Linked DNA regions of Sus scrofa: regions 2, 3 and 4 are each linked to region 1. A link is a contact called in public HiChIP or PLAC-seq data. All regions are on one chromosome and are shown on one strand. Each heading gives the region's core, a stretch centred on a gene start, on an enhancer-like site or on the middle of the called end of the contact. The rest is flanking DNA. Distances are from core to core; before and after follow the strand shown. Region 1 holds the start of SKIL (ski-like protein). Region 2 holds the start of LRRC31 (leucine-rich repeat-containing protein 31). Region 3 holds the start of RPL22L1 (60S ribosomal protein L22-like 1). Region 4 holds the start of SEC62 (SEC62 homolog, preprotein translocation factor).

Region 1 (3,667 bases), core at 489-2,988:
GGTCTATCCAGTCTTCTACATCAGACCTTCGGCTGGGCCTTCTGACTGTTCTCGAGGTTAGAAAAATCTATCCCCCAGACTCGCAGATGCTGTTCTCCCCCCACTGGCTCTGCACAGAACATCATTATCTTTGCTGAGCTTCTGTCTCTATGGCAATAACAGATGGGAAGTGCTGCGGAATTATTCATGTTCTGGAAAGGAGGCAGTCAAGGAGGAGGGGAAGGTGGGGGGTAGAAGAAGGGGCACGACCCGGGAGCAGGGGGGGATGGGGCTGTGAGGGACAGAACTTGGGAGTGGAGGAAGCGAGAGGCTTGTGAGCCTTTGGTAGGCCGGTTGGAGAGAAAAGAGGGGGAAAAAAATAATCTATGAGCGCAGCAATATTCCTAGTCAGCTGGCTCCAAATGTAGATCCCATGAGTGACCTCGAAGCAGCAAAGCCAGGAAAAATTGGATAAGAATGGACAAAAAGAAATTTAAAAAGGTGGGGGACAAAGCTCGAGTCTTCTGAATTCGGTGCACAGAGACCTGGGGGACTATTTCAGTTCCTGATTTTGCGGTGGGGTGAAAAAAAGGGGTTTTTCTTGGTGTTTCGAAATAGGACGGAGCAGCTCCGCAGAGTTTAATGCGCTAACTGGCTGCCGCGAAACACTGACCAAGGAGACCACTCTTTTCGGCCCTGAGGGTTACAGCCGAAAGCTCTTCAGTAGGAGCTTTCTCGTGTTCTCCAAAACAAAACCCCAAACCCTTCAGTATAATACTGAGAAACATGTAATTTCTAGCTCCCTTTTGGAGCCGAGAGAGCAGTCTGGTGAGGGGGTGGGGGGAGGGTAGCTGAGAAGTAGAGACAAAAATGTTCTTTCTCGGTTTTGCCGGAACTTCGGCCAGCCCTCGGGCCCGGCCCGATGGCGGAGGAGGTCAGCCCTGGGAAGGCGTCTGGGCGGAGGCGGCCCAGGCAAGGCGGGGGCCGCCGGGGTGGGGCGGAGCGCAGCGCGGGCAGCTGGCTGGGCGGCCCTCAGGCGGGAGGCCCCGGGGAGGCGGGGGAGCAGCCCCCGCGCGCAGGGCCCTCAAGGGGGGCGCGGCTGGGCGGCCGCCACCCGGCTGCCTCCGGGGCGGGGCGGCCCAGCTGCGGCCCCCGCAGGGGGGAGGGTCGCCCGTGCCTGACCTCGGGCGGTGGCCTCGGCCGGGCCGGCCCTGTCTCCGCCCGGCAGACTGCTGGGGTCGCGCACAGTGCACCTCGCGGCCGCCCTGCCCCCACTTGCCTTGCAGCGCAGCGACCGAGCGACCAGGGCGCCCCCGGGTCTGGCCCGTCACCACCGAGCAGCGGGTGGGGCGGGGGCGGGGCGGTGGCGGCCAGACAGCCGGCTGGGCGACTCGAGGAAGGAAGGAGGGAGGGCGGCGGTGGGGGTGGGGCGGGGAGGGAACATCCTGTCTGCGCCGAGTGCACCGCAGACAGCGTCGCGCGCCAGCCGCCCAGACGGCGCGGGGGGCGAGGAGCGCCGGGCGCGCGCCTGGGGGGAGGGGCGCGCGCCTGGGGGGAGGGGCGCGCGCGCCAGACGACGGGCCAGGAGAGCCCTTTGGAACCACAATAGGCCAGACGGTGCGCGCGTCCCCGCGGGGCTAGGAGCCGCGAGGCGTCGGCGGCGGGCCCGCGCGCGCGGTGCCGCTGCTGGCTCTGTTCCTCTCCCTCCCTCCCTCCCCCCCCCCCCCCCGGCCCCGCCGCCCTCGCTCTCCCCCGGGCGGCCGGAGACGGCGGCGGCGTCTGCGGGAAGCCGTGTGTCTCCGCAGTGACGTGGGCGGGCCGAGGGCTCGGTGACGTCAGAGGGCTGTGTGTAGCGATGTGTGTGGGGTTCGGAGCGGCGCCGGCACTGCCGAGGGGAGCGGGCGAGCGGCGGCGGCGGCGGCGGCGGCGGGCACAGGTGCGGCCCGGGCTCGCGGTGGGGACGCGGCAGGAGGCAAGGGCGCGTGGCCCCAAGGGCCGCCCGACGGTGGCGCCGGGGGTAGTGGGGAGTTAACAAAGCTCGTCGGGCTTCCCAGGGCTTGGAGGCCGGAGTCGGGGGTCCGGATGCGCGGGTCCCGGGTGGGGTTGGGACCACGGGGTGGGGGCGCTGGTCGGGTGTCCCCCGGCAGGTCATACTTCGCTGTTCCTGGACTAGGGCAAGGGCAGGGCGCTGCACTTGACCGGAGCCGTCGGGACCCCGGAGACCGGGACGCCCGTCACCGCCACCCCCCCCTCCAGCTGCCAGTCTGCGCTCCGCGGGGATGCCTCAGGCTCGACCCGCTGCGTCGGCGCCCGCAGGCGCGGGGATCCCGATTCGCGCCCCACTAGCCCGCTGACCCCTCTCCCTTCTGGCCCTGGGCGCGGGGCGGGGGTAGATGCAGCGTTAGGGCTGCTAGGGTAACACCCGAGAACTTCCCGGGGAGAGGGTGCGGGGGGGGGTTTCCACAGTTCTCCCAGCGGAGCGGTGTTGGGAGGGCATTGGGGTGTTCCCAGACCGCGAGTGGGGGTTGGGAGACTCCTCTTCCTCCACTTCCCACCACCCCCTTGCACGCTCCAGGGCGTCCCAGGTCCTTTGCTCTCTGCTCCCTGCCTCCCCCTCGGATTTGAGATGGGTGGGTGGCTTTGCGTGGGCGGAGGATTTCAGGGCTTGGGGGCTCCCCCATTCTAGGTCATGCCTCCTGCCCTCTTCCTTCGCTTGCGTGGGCAGGGGTGTTCCTGTGGTGGGTGGGTGAAAGTCAGTACGTTGGCTAGTGGCCTTGGTCCTTAACCCTTTGGGTCTGTTGTAAGGTAAATTGCTCGGAGTTTGGGAGGCAGAAATTTCTCTTTATTGGATTTCTTTTGGATTTTTTTCTCAAGAAGGAAGTGGAAGAAGAATCTTTTCTTTTTCCTTCTTCCTCCATTTGCATTCTTTGTGAGGTCTGTCTGCCTTGTGCTTTTTGTCCCGGATTAGTCTTGTTCAAGGATGGAGATTCCCAGGAGTGGTGTCTATAGCTTTTGGCTTCCATTAAGCAAATTCGCTAACCTTTTAAAGGGAAAGTTAATTTTTTCCTACAGTCATTCCAGAAAAATAGCATACACTGACTAGATGAATTATTCACTTAAAGTTGTAACTTAGTTATATATGGTGGATATGTTAACTAGTATATGATTTTTTGGATGAATCTGACTTAAAATAAGAGAAGTAATAGATTATTTTAGTTAAAATGGCATAATCGAGAAAGTCTGTAGTACTGAGTTTTGACTAAGATGATCTGTTTAAGGTTCTTCCTGTTCTGAGTTGGAGTAGCCCTCCCTCTTTTGAAGGACATTATTTCTCCCTTCACCCATTCTCCAAATTGCTTTCCTATTTAAAAGAAGGTTCTTCTAGTTAACTCGTGTTAGATTTAAAGAAATCACTCAAGTGTCACCTTTGGTAAAGTGAACTCAGTTTAAGATTAAGAAACTAGTTTCAAACTGACCCTTTGGCCTCTGGAGCAAATTCAAATGTAACTCCTCCACCCCCTTCTCTTCCAGATTAATTAAAAGAAGAATGAACAGTAATCCTTGAAGATAACTGGGCAATTTTTCTTTAAGTTTCATTTTTAATTGTAGAAATTCAAGTGGAGTCAGAGGTTCTTCTTACTGGTGTGAGGAATTGCACAAGCCTTCATTTTGTTCACACAGACCAAGA
Region 2 (3,667 bases), core at 821-3,320, 480 kb before region 1:
TGAACGCTTTAGGGGAGAACATTTCTCTAAATAATAAAGAAATTACAGCAGTCAGAAATGTACCAGTGTCTAAGGGGATTGGCCTCAGTTTCTTGTCACTGGGTTGGAAATCAGTTATTTTAAGGTCATTTTTCTTTCAGTTTTGGGGGACCTGAGTTTGAGGTTTGAGCCTCTGATGAATTTCTTGAAAAATGAAGTCTGGGGTTTAATTTCTCCTCCTAGGAACTTTTCTTCCCTATTTGACTCATAGTCAAGTTGAAAGGGGTCTTTCTCAATGACATCTTCCTGTGGGTTTGTTTTCTAGGATTTCAGAGAAGATAAAACTCTGTCAAGCCTGAGTAGATCCTAACTCACCTACAAGAATTTTTATTCCCCTCCTCAGTTTTTATTGCTGGTAATGTTTAACATAAAAATAAGGATGATGTAACCCAGGATCCGGGAACAGATGGTAGCAGATATAAATCCGAAGCAAATTTGAGTTTTAAACTTTGCCCTATTTTATTGTATGAGATAGTTTATTAAACACCACTTTGGCAAGGGCATTAAATATGTCAATACCTTTTAAATTTCATCAGTCAATTAGCATTACCTTCTAAGAGAGATAGTTTAAGAGCCTTGGCATACTACTAAGCTGTCTGGGTCCTTTACAAAACTGTCACTCAAAGGAGTTTGCCTCTAGTGATCCCAGCCTCATCTCTTTGCAGTCCTTTTCTTTTTCTCTTGGCATTTTCACCTTCTCTACTCTAGCCCTGCACCCCAACCCCATGAAAAACACATTGGCAGTAAAGAATTAATTCACTCCATAAACAAAATTTACTGTGGGCCAGATACTGTTCTCGAAACAAGAGAGTCAATGATGAACAAGACACAGCTCATGACTTTGCAGTCTTAACCTGGTGGAAAGTTGGCCCTGTATACTAGTGATGACACTGGGTCAAAGGCCACCAGGGAGGAAAGACCTACTTAGTTAAGGAGCCTCAGCTGGACTAAGCCTGGCTTGGAGCACAGCCTTTGAGCAGCGAGTGACCTTGCATGTGTATTAGAGAATTGAGACAGCTAAAAAGAGAGGAGAGAGGAAAGTGTCCCAGGCAGAAAAAAACAGGCTCAAAAGGTTCCAGGCATGAAGGCCTAAAAGAGCCTGGGGTTGCCTCAAGAAGTGAATTATGGTTTGTCTGGAGCAAAGATGTATGAGGTTAGAGGTAGGTGAGTTGAGATCCAAGATTCATAAGGTTCAAGCTGTTATCTTTCTCAGGGTTTGCTTACATTTTACGGAGCGTTTAAGACTTAAACTAAAGGGATAAACTGTAAATGAAATTTTAGCTTCTGTTAATCCAATTTAGATTCCTTCTTTAGGCCAGAGCTGAATAGATATTCTTGAAATTATTATGTTCTTTTCTTCCTCCCTATAAAATAGGTCTTTCTGTACTACCATGTTCTAGAAGGGTTCAAGAAATACTTTGTACACAGGGGATCCTCAAAATAACCCTGCAGAGCCCACCTTCACGCTTGGGTGATGGAATGTTCGGTATACCTGGAGTATCATTTTAGAAGTCACAACTGGGCATCCTTTTCTTTCTTTCTTTCTTTCTTTCTTTCTTTCTTTCTTTCTTTCTTTCTTTCTTTCTTTCTTTCTTTCTTTCCTTCCTTCCTTCCTTCCTTCCTTCTTTCTTTTCTTTTCAAACTAGAGCAGGATCTGGTCCAGATTTACATAGGAACAGACAGCAATGAAAACAGACAGTTGTCCCAGCCACAGCCCCTCAGCTGACCAAGCCTCAGTAGGTTAGGTGGGAAAGGGAGAATTTTGGTTTGTGAATCCAGCCACAACCTGCAGCCCTGGCTGTGCCATCCTGATTCCACCATCACCCCAGGGGCCCTTTTCCTTCCACTAGTCCTCTAGCCCCCACCCAAGACTTACCTCCATGGTCATTTTCACTCATTTTACCTTTTGGAGATTTATGCACAACTGTTCTCTGGAGAGCCATCCCAGGAAATGGTTTCATTTTTCCCCCTCCTTAACTGCTGTGACTCCAACTTCCAAGTCATAAGAAAACATGGCTGGATGATGTTCCAGGATGTGGTAATTTACGCAATGAAACCCCACCCAGCTAGCAAGGCCCTGCCAGGTTTTCTGTGCAGACACATCCACTGCAGAGCAGAAGGGCCTGGGAGTGGGTGGGGCGGGGGGGAGGTAAGAAACCATGCAGGACTCAAGAGAACAGAAGAGGAAATGAAACACGGTAGGGAGTGAGAAAGGCAGAAAGGAGGTCAAGGCAGGAGAAGGAAGCAACTGAGAGCCTGACAGGGAATCAAATGGAGGAACATGAGGAAGGCAGCCTTGGGAGAGAAGGGGAAGGAACTGCATCCTTTTTTTTTTTTTTTTTTTAATTTTTACCTTTTATTATTATTTTTTTCTACAGTACAGCATGATGACCCAGTTACACATACATGTATACATTCTTTTTTCTCACATTATCATGCTCCATCATAAGTGACCAAACAGAAGTTCCCATCGTGGCTCAGTGGTTAACGAATCTGACTAGGAACCATGAGGTTGTGGGTTCGATCCCTGGCCTTGCTCAGTGGGTTAAGGATCCGGTGTTGCCATGAGCTGTGGTGTAGGTTGCAGATGCAGCTCGGATCCTGTGTTTCTGTGGCTCTGGTGTAGGCCGGCGGCTGCAGCTCCCATTGGACCCCTAGCCTGGGATCCTCCATGTGCCGCAGGAGTGGCCCAAGAAATCGCAAAAAGACCAAAAAAAAAAAAGTGACCAAACTTAGTTCCCAGTGCTACACAGCAGGATCTCATTGTTAATCTATTCCAAAGGCAATAGTCTGCATCAATCATCCCCAAGCTCCCAATCCATCCCACTCCCTCCCCCTCCCCCTTGGCAACCACAAATCTATTCTCTAAGTCCATGAGTTTCTTAATACTACAGTGGTCCAAGCAACAGGTTACCAGGCTCACACTTAGAAAAACAATCATTTTTTTCAGAGCATGTTTGAGAAATTCCTCTTTATATACAAACTTGAACAAGTACTCAGGCTTCCCACACCAACTCAAGATTTCAGACCAGCTTTCTCTTGTATCTGCATTAGGTTTTACTTTGTGAAGGTAAACCCTGGAAACTGAATTTGAGGATATTTCCAGATCACAACATAGCAACCAGACGACAGCGGCTGAAAACAGGTTTGCCTCTTTTCCTAGAATCAGAGGCATTCACTTAAGAGCCCTTTGGAAAAGCTAATGGCTGGCATTTACTTGAGTATTTACTGTCAATATTTACTGTATTATCAGTAAGTAAGTTCATTTGCCATGAAACCCTAAGGGTAATATATGCTTGACAAATTATTTCTCAGGCAGTTAAGTGATTTTTATTTATTTTTGCAAAAGCGAGGAATCCATTTTTTTTCCCTTTTCCATACTTAGGTTTGGGCTTAACATATATTTAAAATTTCTGAGGAATGCTTTCAATGGCATTTTTGATTCAGTGTTTCAGAGTGAATCATGTTTTAGGTGTTGCTTGTTAAAGGGCAAGGCATTATTCTTTCTCCACAAAAGTCACTTCATTAAAAAGCATGATACGTGCTACAACATAAATGAAACGAGAACATAAGAGAAAAAAAGCCCGTCACAAAAAGGCAAATACTGTATGATTCCACTTACAGTATC
Region 3 (3,667 bases), core at 322-2,821, 470 kb after region 1:
GGAACCATGAGGTTGCGGGTTCAGTCCCTGCCCTTGCTCAGTGGGTTAACGATCCGGCGTTGCCGTGAGCTGTGGTGTAGGTTGCAGACGTGGCTCGGATCCCGCGTTGCTGTGGCTCTGGCGTAGGCCGGTGGCTACAGCTCCGATTCAACCCCTAGCCTGGGAACCTCCATATGCCGCGGGAGCGGCCCAAGATACAGCAAAAAGACAAAAAAAAAAAAAAAAAAAAAGTATACTTTCAGTTTCCTTCATCAGAAGATTCCTAAAGAATCCTATTTTGCAATTGGAAGAGACTAAAAGCATCTATTTTCTATTACAAGTCAAAACTAATAAATACCTATCTGCGTTGGTTTGGACCTCTAACCAGGTTCACATTGTTTCAAGTTATCAAGAAAAGTTTCGTGAAAAACTTAAGCTTCATGCAAGAATAGGATATTTTATTCTAAGGAATTAAACCTTAATGCTGTTATGGGTGAGGAAAAGGATACCAGTCTGGTGGTCTTAAAAAAAAAAAAGAAAAAGTACTTTGTTTACCATACTCTAAACTTTTCGAACAATACCACAGAATAAAGTTACACATTAAAATCCACCCACCAAAAAATGCCACTTAAACTGCTATTTTTTACCTTAGACTTGTGCCAAAAAAATTCATCCTAAACTTTCGAACAGTTAATAGCGATTCCCAGGAGCTGGGCTTGACCGAGCAATTTACAGCTCTGCTGGGCCATCAGTTAACTTCAGAAATGCAAATAATTTGTCGGTGGAACAAATATGCCCAGAGGGCTTATGGCCCCTTTGCACATTATCTAGTTTTGTATATAACCCAGCAATTTTACCCTAACACTTCAAACGCTCTTTGGACCAGCTTTAAGACCTTACTGGTCCCCTGGTCAATAAAACCTTTGAAGCAAACATTTATATTTGCCCGAGTCGTTGACTTTCACGTTTTAAAAAAATTCCTTTGTGAGGTTAACAAACTTTTCCCCCAACTTAGTTCTAAAGTTCTCTGAAACCTCTACAACCGCGGCTATCCTGGGAAATGAGAGACGCCTATCTCCCTCCGCCCTCGTAAGGCTATAAGACCCGCTCGATTACCCACATCTGCTTTCCACTGTAAAGAGTAGCAACTGCCTTACCATGCACCAGGGAGAAAAAACAAAGCCCAAATGCTGTTCTATTAGCCCCCTTCACCGTCGTGCCTCCGCTTTTCCTGCGCTCCCACCACGACCCATCCTAAGCCAATACCGGGCCCTCGCCGCGTAGCAGTTGTCAAGAGTCAGGAAAAAACTTACAACCTTAATCTTGGTTGTGTTCCTGACCCAAGTCTCCAATTCTAACCACTCTTTATCTAGAACTAGCCTCCCCCAACTCGCCACCTGAAACACACATCTACATCAAAGTAAGAATTCCCGGCGAGATCACGTTCACTCACCGGCGCCATGTTGGAGGCCGGCCACGCGGTAAGAGAGAAAGCGTCTTCCGGCAGCACGTATTTATACCAAAGCGTGCTGAGTCACGCGTCGAGAACGTAAGATCACCGCCTCCCGGAACAGACCTTGGGAGGTGCTTGGAGGCTAGTAACCCAGGAAACCGAGGGCGTGGCCTGGAGGCGCTCAGGTTTCGTAGGAGCACCGGCCAGCGGCTGTAGTTGAAATGATTCGCAGTTTTACACTGCTGGGGACAGCACGCTGGTTGACCACAGTGGTCTCTGCGGTTGCTTGCAGGGAGGCTTCTTCAGATGCACACACCGAGGAAGCAGGAAACATTAGTCACTAATCGCCTGGATCTTCTTTCCAGTCAAGTCAAGGCAATGTCTCAGGTTGCTTTGGGATTTCCTGTCTTATTTTGCATTTATAGTCTTCCAGCAAAAACTTTATTTATCTATGTTTTGACTATGAGTTTTCTAAATGACTCTTGAGGGAAATCAGTGTTTCAGAGAGCCAAAATAAACTAGATTCTTGAGGGGGAAAAAAACCTTTAAGAGAAAAATATGTAGTACTCATCTGTTCACATTTTGTAATTTATTCTTATTTTATAGGTTTTATAGGCTTTAGAGTTAATCCTAGGACACCTGACTTCCATCTAGATCTAGTAGTGGTCTGTTTCTTGATCTTGGTGGTGGGTTACATGAATATGTGTAGTTTGTGAAAATTCATCAAGCTGTAAATTTATAATCTGTGTACTTTTCTGTAAATGTATATGTTATACTTCAGTTAAAAAGGAAAACAGTTTGGCAGTTTTCTCATTGTGGTGCAGCGGAAACGAATCCAACTAGTAACCATGAGGTTGCAGGTTGGATCCCTGACGTCGCTCAGTGGGTTAAGGAGGCAACCTTGCGGTGAGTTCTAATGTAGGTGGCTAGGATCCTGCGTTGCTGTGGCTGCGGCATAGGCTGGCAGCTGTATCTCTGATTGACCCCTAGCCTGGGAACTTCCATGTGCTGCGAGTGTGTGGCCCTAAAAAGAAAAGAAAAAAATTAAAAAAAGAAAACAGTTGAAATTACTGTATGCCAGAATATGTCAAATTAGGTTAAATGAATACCTAGAAAAATACAACCTAAAATTTACATGAGGAGAAACAGAAAATCTGAATAGTCCTATATCTTTTAAATAAATTTGTAATTAAAACTTTTCCACAGGAAAAACACCCAGATATCTTCACCAGTGAATGCTACCATACATCTCAGGAAAAAATAATGACAATTGTGACAGATACCCTTTATGCCCAAACCTACATTCTGTCTATTTCTCTTTTAGGAGAGAGGAGCGTTTTTCCCCAGTTTCCTGTCCCCCATTGGTCAGGGGTTGTCCCTGGGGTGGTAACTGCCTTGTATTTTTAGGTTGTGCATGTGTAAATAAGTGTTAGTACAGAGGTTCCCGCGAGAGTCCCGTGCCTCCCAGAGAAGTCATAGAAGTGGAAGGTGAAAAACAAGTGAGGAGTTGCTGCCAAGTTGCACCTGCCCCAAAGTGGCTGCTGCTCCCTTCTTTTCCTTGAGTGAACAGTTCAGAAGTACGCTCTGCATCACTGCATGGATGATCCCAGCAGGACCAAGCCTCATTTGTCCCCAGTTTCTTCCCTCCCCCTCCCCTCCCCTCCCCTCCCCTCCTCCTTCTCCCCCTCCTCCTATCGGAGCTACAGCTGCCAGCGTAGGTCACAGTCACTTCAATGCCAGATCCGACTCCTGTCTGCGACCTACGTCACATCTCACAGCAACGCCGGATCTTCAACCCACTCAGCAAGGCCAGGGATGGAACCTGCAACCCAATGGTTCCTAGTTGGATTTGCTTCCCCCCGGGTCACAACGAGAACCGCCCCCCCCCCAGTACATTTCTTTTTGCTTACGTTTCTTCCCAGTTTCACACTTCCTGGTACCTTCTGTTACCTGGGATCATTTCCCGAAGTAAATTAAATGCATCCAGGCAATAGGCTAAGACACCAATTTTACAAACTCTTTCAGCCATCAACTTATTTATATTAATACTTATATTAATATAGTTTGATGGATGAGTTGGTGTAGAATATATCTATGATTATATTAGTGTAAATATATATTAAAGTATATACTATTAGCAAACCATATCCAACAATATGTCATGCAGCAAAGTGGGTCATTATTTGTGATTGATATGCAATTGGATATGTATAAAATTTAAAAGAATCTACAGAT
Region 4 (3,667 bases), core at 585-3,084, 370 kb before region 1:
TCAATATTGTCAAATACATAATGAGATGTTACAAAAGAAGCTATTGAATTTGACATGAATTATTAATGGATGGTTGACGTAGAAACCAAATCATTGTAGTGTAAGGAGTAAATGTCAGTAAGAATGTAGGGACAGTAATTTAAAACTCTTCTGATACACCGTCGCAGGTGCAACCGTTAAAAAAAAAAAAAAAAAAAAAAAATTCTGCAGAAAAAGGAGGTGGGGCAGTAGCATCATTGTCCACAAATGGTTTTCTTCCCCATCATAGTCCTAGCCTAGCATTTTGAATCTGGTAGGCATTCAGCATCTATTAAGTGCAATAATACTTTCATTTATAAACAAACTTTCCTATGAAAAGAATCCATGTTCTCTAAATGAAACAATACCAAACAGTTCTATCCTCCTTTTGGATGGAGAGAAGGACTGAAGGAAATAAAGACATTTCATACCCAGTGTTATGTTTTGGGTTGACTGATAGGAATCATCTTTTTTTCACCCCATCTCTGACTATATATACCCTAATTATTAATTATAGGGGGGAAAGGAATTAAATGACTTGCTGACCCTGCCCTGAGAGTGCATAATTGCCTAGTCCAGAAAAGAACTTCAGCCATCTTATTTTATAAAACAATAGACATCAATATGATACTATTTGTCTTAATATTTAATTGCTATTAGGTTACATATATAATATGGGAAATGAACTTTTAAATGATATAATAAATGCTCAACATAGCATTAAGTGAAAAAAAAAGGCTACTGCATAACATATGCAGTATATTTTCAGTTGAGGAGGAACTGAGAAACATGTAAATACAAATATACACACACACAGTAGGAAAAAATACTGGAAGAAAATAATAACAGATCTCTGGGCGGTAGCGTTAGGGGTTTTTATTTTTGTCTTTTCTGTATTTTCCCAATTTTTTACCATTTAAAATGCTTTAAAATTTCCATAAAATCATGGGAATTTCTATCTAAAAACACTAGCATTTTAAGCCCATTCTCTTTGATCTAGGTACCTCTAAAATAATAGTTACAGCAGTAAATTCACCAGATTCAAAGTAACCTGCAATCTTCTTCATTCCCAATTCTTAAGAATCTTTCTCCTATTCATTAGTTGCTTCTATTTCCCTGGGTTCTCTTTGACTCTTGGATTCTAAAGGTGCGTTTTCAGAAGCAACATCAAAAACGGAATAGCGAATCGAAAGTTTGTTTCAGATGAACCTGACTACCCCCAACATTGCACAAGGAAAGATAATTGGCTTAGATTTCGGCTGTGCCGTCGTCTACCAACTGTGGAGCCTTCGATAACTTAGTTCATGTCGCTGCACCTCTGTGGTCTCAGCTTTCCCATCTTTAAAGTGGGCTTAGAATTTACACGTGGGGAATGGATAGGACAGGGCTCATTGGCAAGAGAGTGCCACAGTTAGAGACGTCTATAAATCCTCTGTGAAAGGCTCCACCCAAAACGAACCAACTCCTAGGGGGGTGGGGCCCGGGAATCTGTATTTCAGTAGCTTCCCAGGTGTCAGATGCTCAGTCAGTTTTGAGAACGGAAGACTTTTTCCAGTCCTTACGTCCTTTGATCTACTTTTCAACTTCCTTCTGGTCCCAGCGATTTCCAGTTCCTGCAACAAAAGTAACCGAAGAAAAACGGGAGACAAGGCGCTGCCAATACTCCCGGGGCTCGCCTGGGTATCCGCCTCTCGCCAGCTTCCCTCCCCCGCCGCCAGCCGCCAGGTTATATAACGGGCTCAGCAGCGCGCTCTCGCGAGGTTTCCAGCGCCCCCGCCTCGCTCCACGTCAGAGGGAACCGGGAGGAGCGGCCAACATGGCGGAACGCAGGCGGCACAAGAAGCGGATTCAGGTAGCAAAGTCGAGCCCTGGGATAGGAGACTTTAGGGCGCTTGAAAATGGAAGAAGCAGGGAAAGCTCCCGGGAAGGGCAAGCGAAGTCGAGGGCGAGGTGGGGTGGGGTTCCGCCGCGAGCCCGCTGGTTACGGGCTGCGTCGAAGTGAGGGGCCTGAGGGAGGGCGGTGCTGGCGACGGTGGTGTCTGAGGCGGAGATACTGGGGCAGCGGAGGAAGACCCGAGGCGCCGCTCTCGGAATCGGACGCGAAGGCGCGGCCGCCAGCCCAGGGTTCCGGTGGTGGCGCCGGCAGGGGCCTGCCCTAGGAGGTCCACGTCCGCCGAGCGCCGACACCGACCCTCCCCGGGCTCCTCCCCTCCCTTCTCCACCCCATCCTTTCGTCTTGACTGTCCCCAAATTAAGGCCACAGTAAATAGGGTAGAAGGAAGCGGAGGACCGACCTAAAGCTGCCAGTTCTTTGTGCGCAAATACGAGGACCGTATGTGGGGAGGAGTGATCTGGGTTTGGTCAGCTGCCCCGGGGGCCCAGGCGGCGATCCAGATGTTCGTTTGCGTGAACCCTCCTTTCTTCTCACTGTTATTAACTTGAGTCCAGTTGAAGCTTTCCAGCTTTCTTTCAGGCGACAGAGTGTAAATAAACACAACTTCCGTACTGCAGCGAGCGGGTTGCGCCCAGAAACCTTTCGCATGCCAGTGTGTCATCCTCATAACCTACATAGCATCCCTCCCTCATTCCACATGCCTGTCATCTGTGTATTTCTTCTTTGCAATTTCCCCCCTGTTGTTCTTGCTCTTTGCCAACAGGATTAAATACGTGGAACATCTTAGGCTCTGTATTGTCTCATTATTAGCTTGTGTGCCTAGAAACCTTCATGGGTCATCATAAGTTGATATCACATTGTAAATTGTTAATACACTAATCATAAATCGTTACACTCATCATTGTCTCTCTGTTCCTTACTATGTTATTGTTTAGAATGGCGCTCTGTCAAATTTTTATTTACCCATTTTTTAAAAGTTAATCTCTTGTCTGGCTTACACCACAGGTGATTTGAGCTATGCAAGTTAAAATTCTCCTAAAAACTTTTAAGTACTAGAAAAAAAGAAAAAGATGCCAGTGATCAGTAAATTTGGAGTTGGGCAGAAATAAGGAGTTTCAAAAAGAGCAAAGAAGGGGATCAGAAAGAGACAGATTCCCCCAATTTCAGACAGGTCATAAAAGCAAAGCTTAAGAGTATTAAAGAAGTTTCTAATTATACTGTTCCTCGTCTTTCAAAATTTAGTATTATTGGTCAGACATGGATACATAAACCTTTTATTAGAATTTGTATTGAAGTTGTGAAATTAGTACTTCCAAGACTTATCTTTGCATGAATGGTGCATTTTGTGGCCTTAAAAAAATGTCATTTTTACAGTATCAGCTGTTCTTAAAATTGTTGTAAACGTGATCCTAATTCACTTTGAAGAGCTGCTTTATTTCTAGTGTGACCTCGTATTAAGCAGAAAGATAACCTATATAGTAGTGGTGGTGACTAGCAGCAAAAATTTAAGCCAGACTCTGCCTGTTTGTACTCCAGTTTCAGTAATTATTAGCTGTGTAACTGGGCAAGTTACTTAACTTTTCCCCTCAATTTCCAAATCTCTAAGAAGAACCTGAAAAAAGACTGTCATTGGGTTGTTCTGGAAAAAAAGAGTACTTGGCAAATAACTCCTTCCCCCCACACTACCCCCAAGGATAAACGCTTTAAGATGATTTGTTTTGGTTTTTGTTAAGCATTTTGGTTTGCTGCAGAAAG

Evidence for each region. HiChIP or PLAC-seq counts read pairs in DNA pulled down with a chosen protein or histone mark.
Region 2: a contact with region 1 is called in an H3K27ac HiChIP or PLAC-seq map of alveolar macrophages. The contact joins the promoter of LRRC31 here to the promoter of SKIL in region 1. A contact is called at or near these places in 1 of 47 Hi-C or Micro-C datasets (embryonic fibroblasts) and 2 of 2 datasets of contacts at active chromatin or transcription factors (alveolar macrophages and skeletal muscle).
Region 3: a contact with region 1 is called in an H3K27ac HiChIP or PLAC-seq map of alveolar macrophages. The contact joins the promoter of RPL22L1 here to the promoter of SKIL in region 1. A contact is called at or near these places in 1 of 5 promoter capture datasets (fetal liver), 1 of 47 Hi-C or Micro-C datasets (embryonic fibroblasts) and 1 of 2 datasets of contacts at active chromatin or transcription factors (alveolar macrophages).
Region 4: an H3K27ac HiChIP or PLAC-seq map of alveolar macrophages shows a contact between it and region 1. The contact joins the promoter of SEC62 here to the promoter of SKIL in region 1. A contact is called at or near these places in 2 of 5 promoter capture datasets (fetal liver and liver), 2 of 47 Hi-C or Micro-C datasets (embryonic fibroblasts and heart right ventricle) and 2 of 2 datasets of contacts at active chromatin or transcription factors (alveolar macrophages and skeletal muscle).

Annotation. Positions count from the first base shown.
Region 1 is chr13:109,028,093-109,031,759 of Sscrofa11.1, forward strand. It overlaps SKIL (ski-like protein), which reads left to right and starts at 1,739. Exons shown (of 7, transcript XM_021069796.1): 1 at 1,739-1,915; 2 at 3,511-3,667.
Region 2 is chr13:108,548,222-108,551,888 of Sscrofa11.1, forward strand. It overlaps LRRC31 (leucine-rich repeat-containing protein 31), which reads right to left and starts at 2,071. Exons shown (of 9, transcript XM_021069772.1): 1 at 1,916-2,071. The coding sequence starts at 1,927.
Region 3 is chr13:109,497,924-109,501,590 of Sscrofa11.1, forward strand. RPL22L1 (60S ribosomal protein L22-like 1) reads right to left here and starts at 1,572. Exons shown (of 4, transcript XM_003358680.5): 1 at 1,433-1,572. The coding sequence starts at 1,441.
Region 4 is chr13:108,658,652-108,662,318 of Sscrofa11.1, forward strand. SEC62 (SEC62 homolog, preprotein translocation factor) reads left to right here and starts at 1,835. Exons shown (of 8, transcript NM_001105305.1): 1 at 1,835-1,870. The coding sequence starts at 1,835.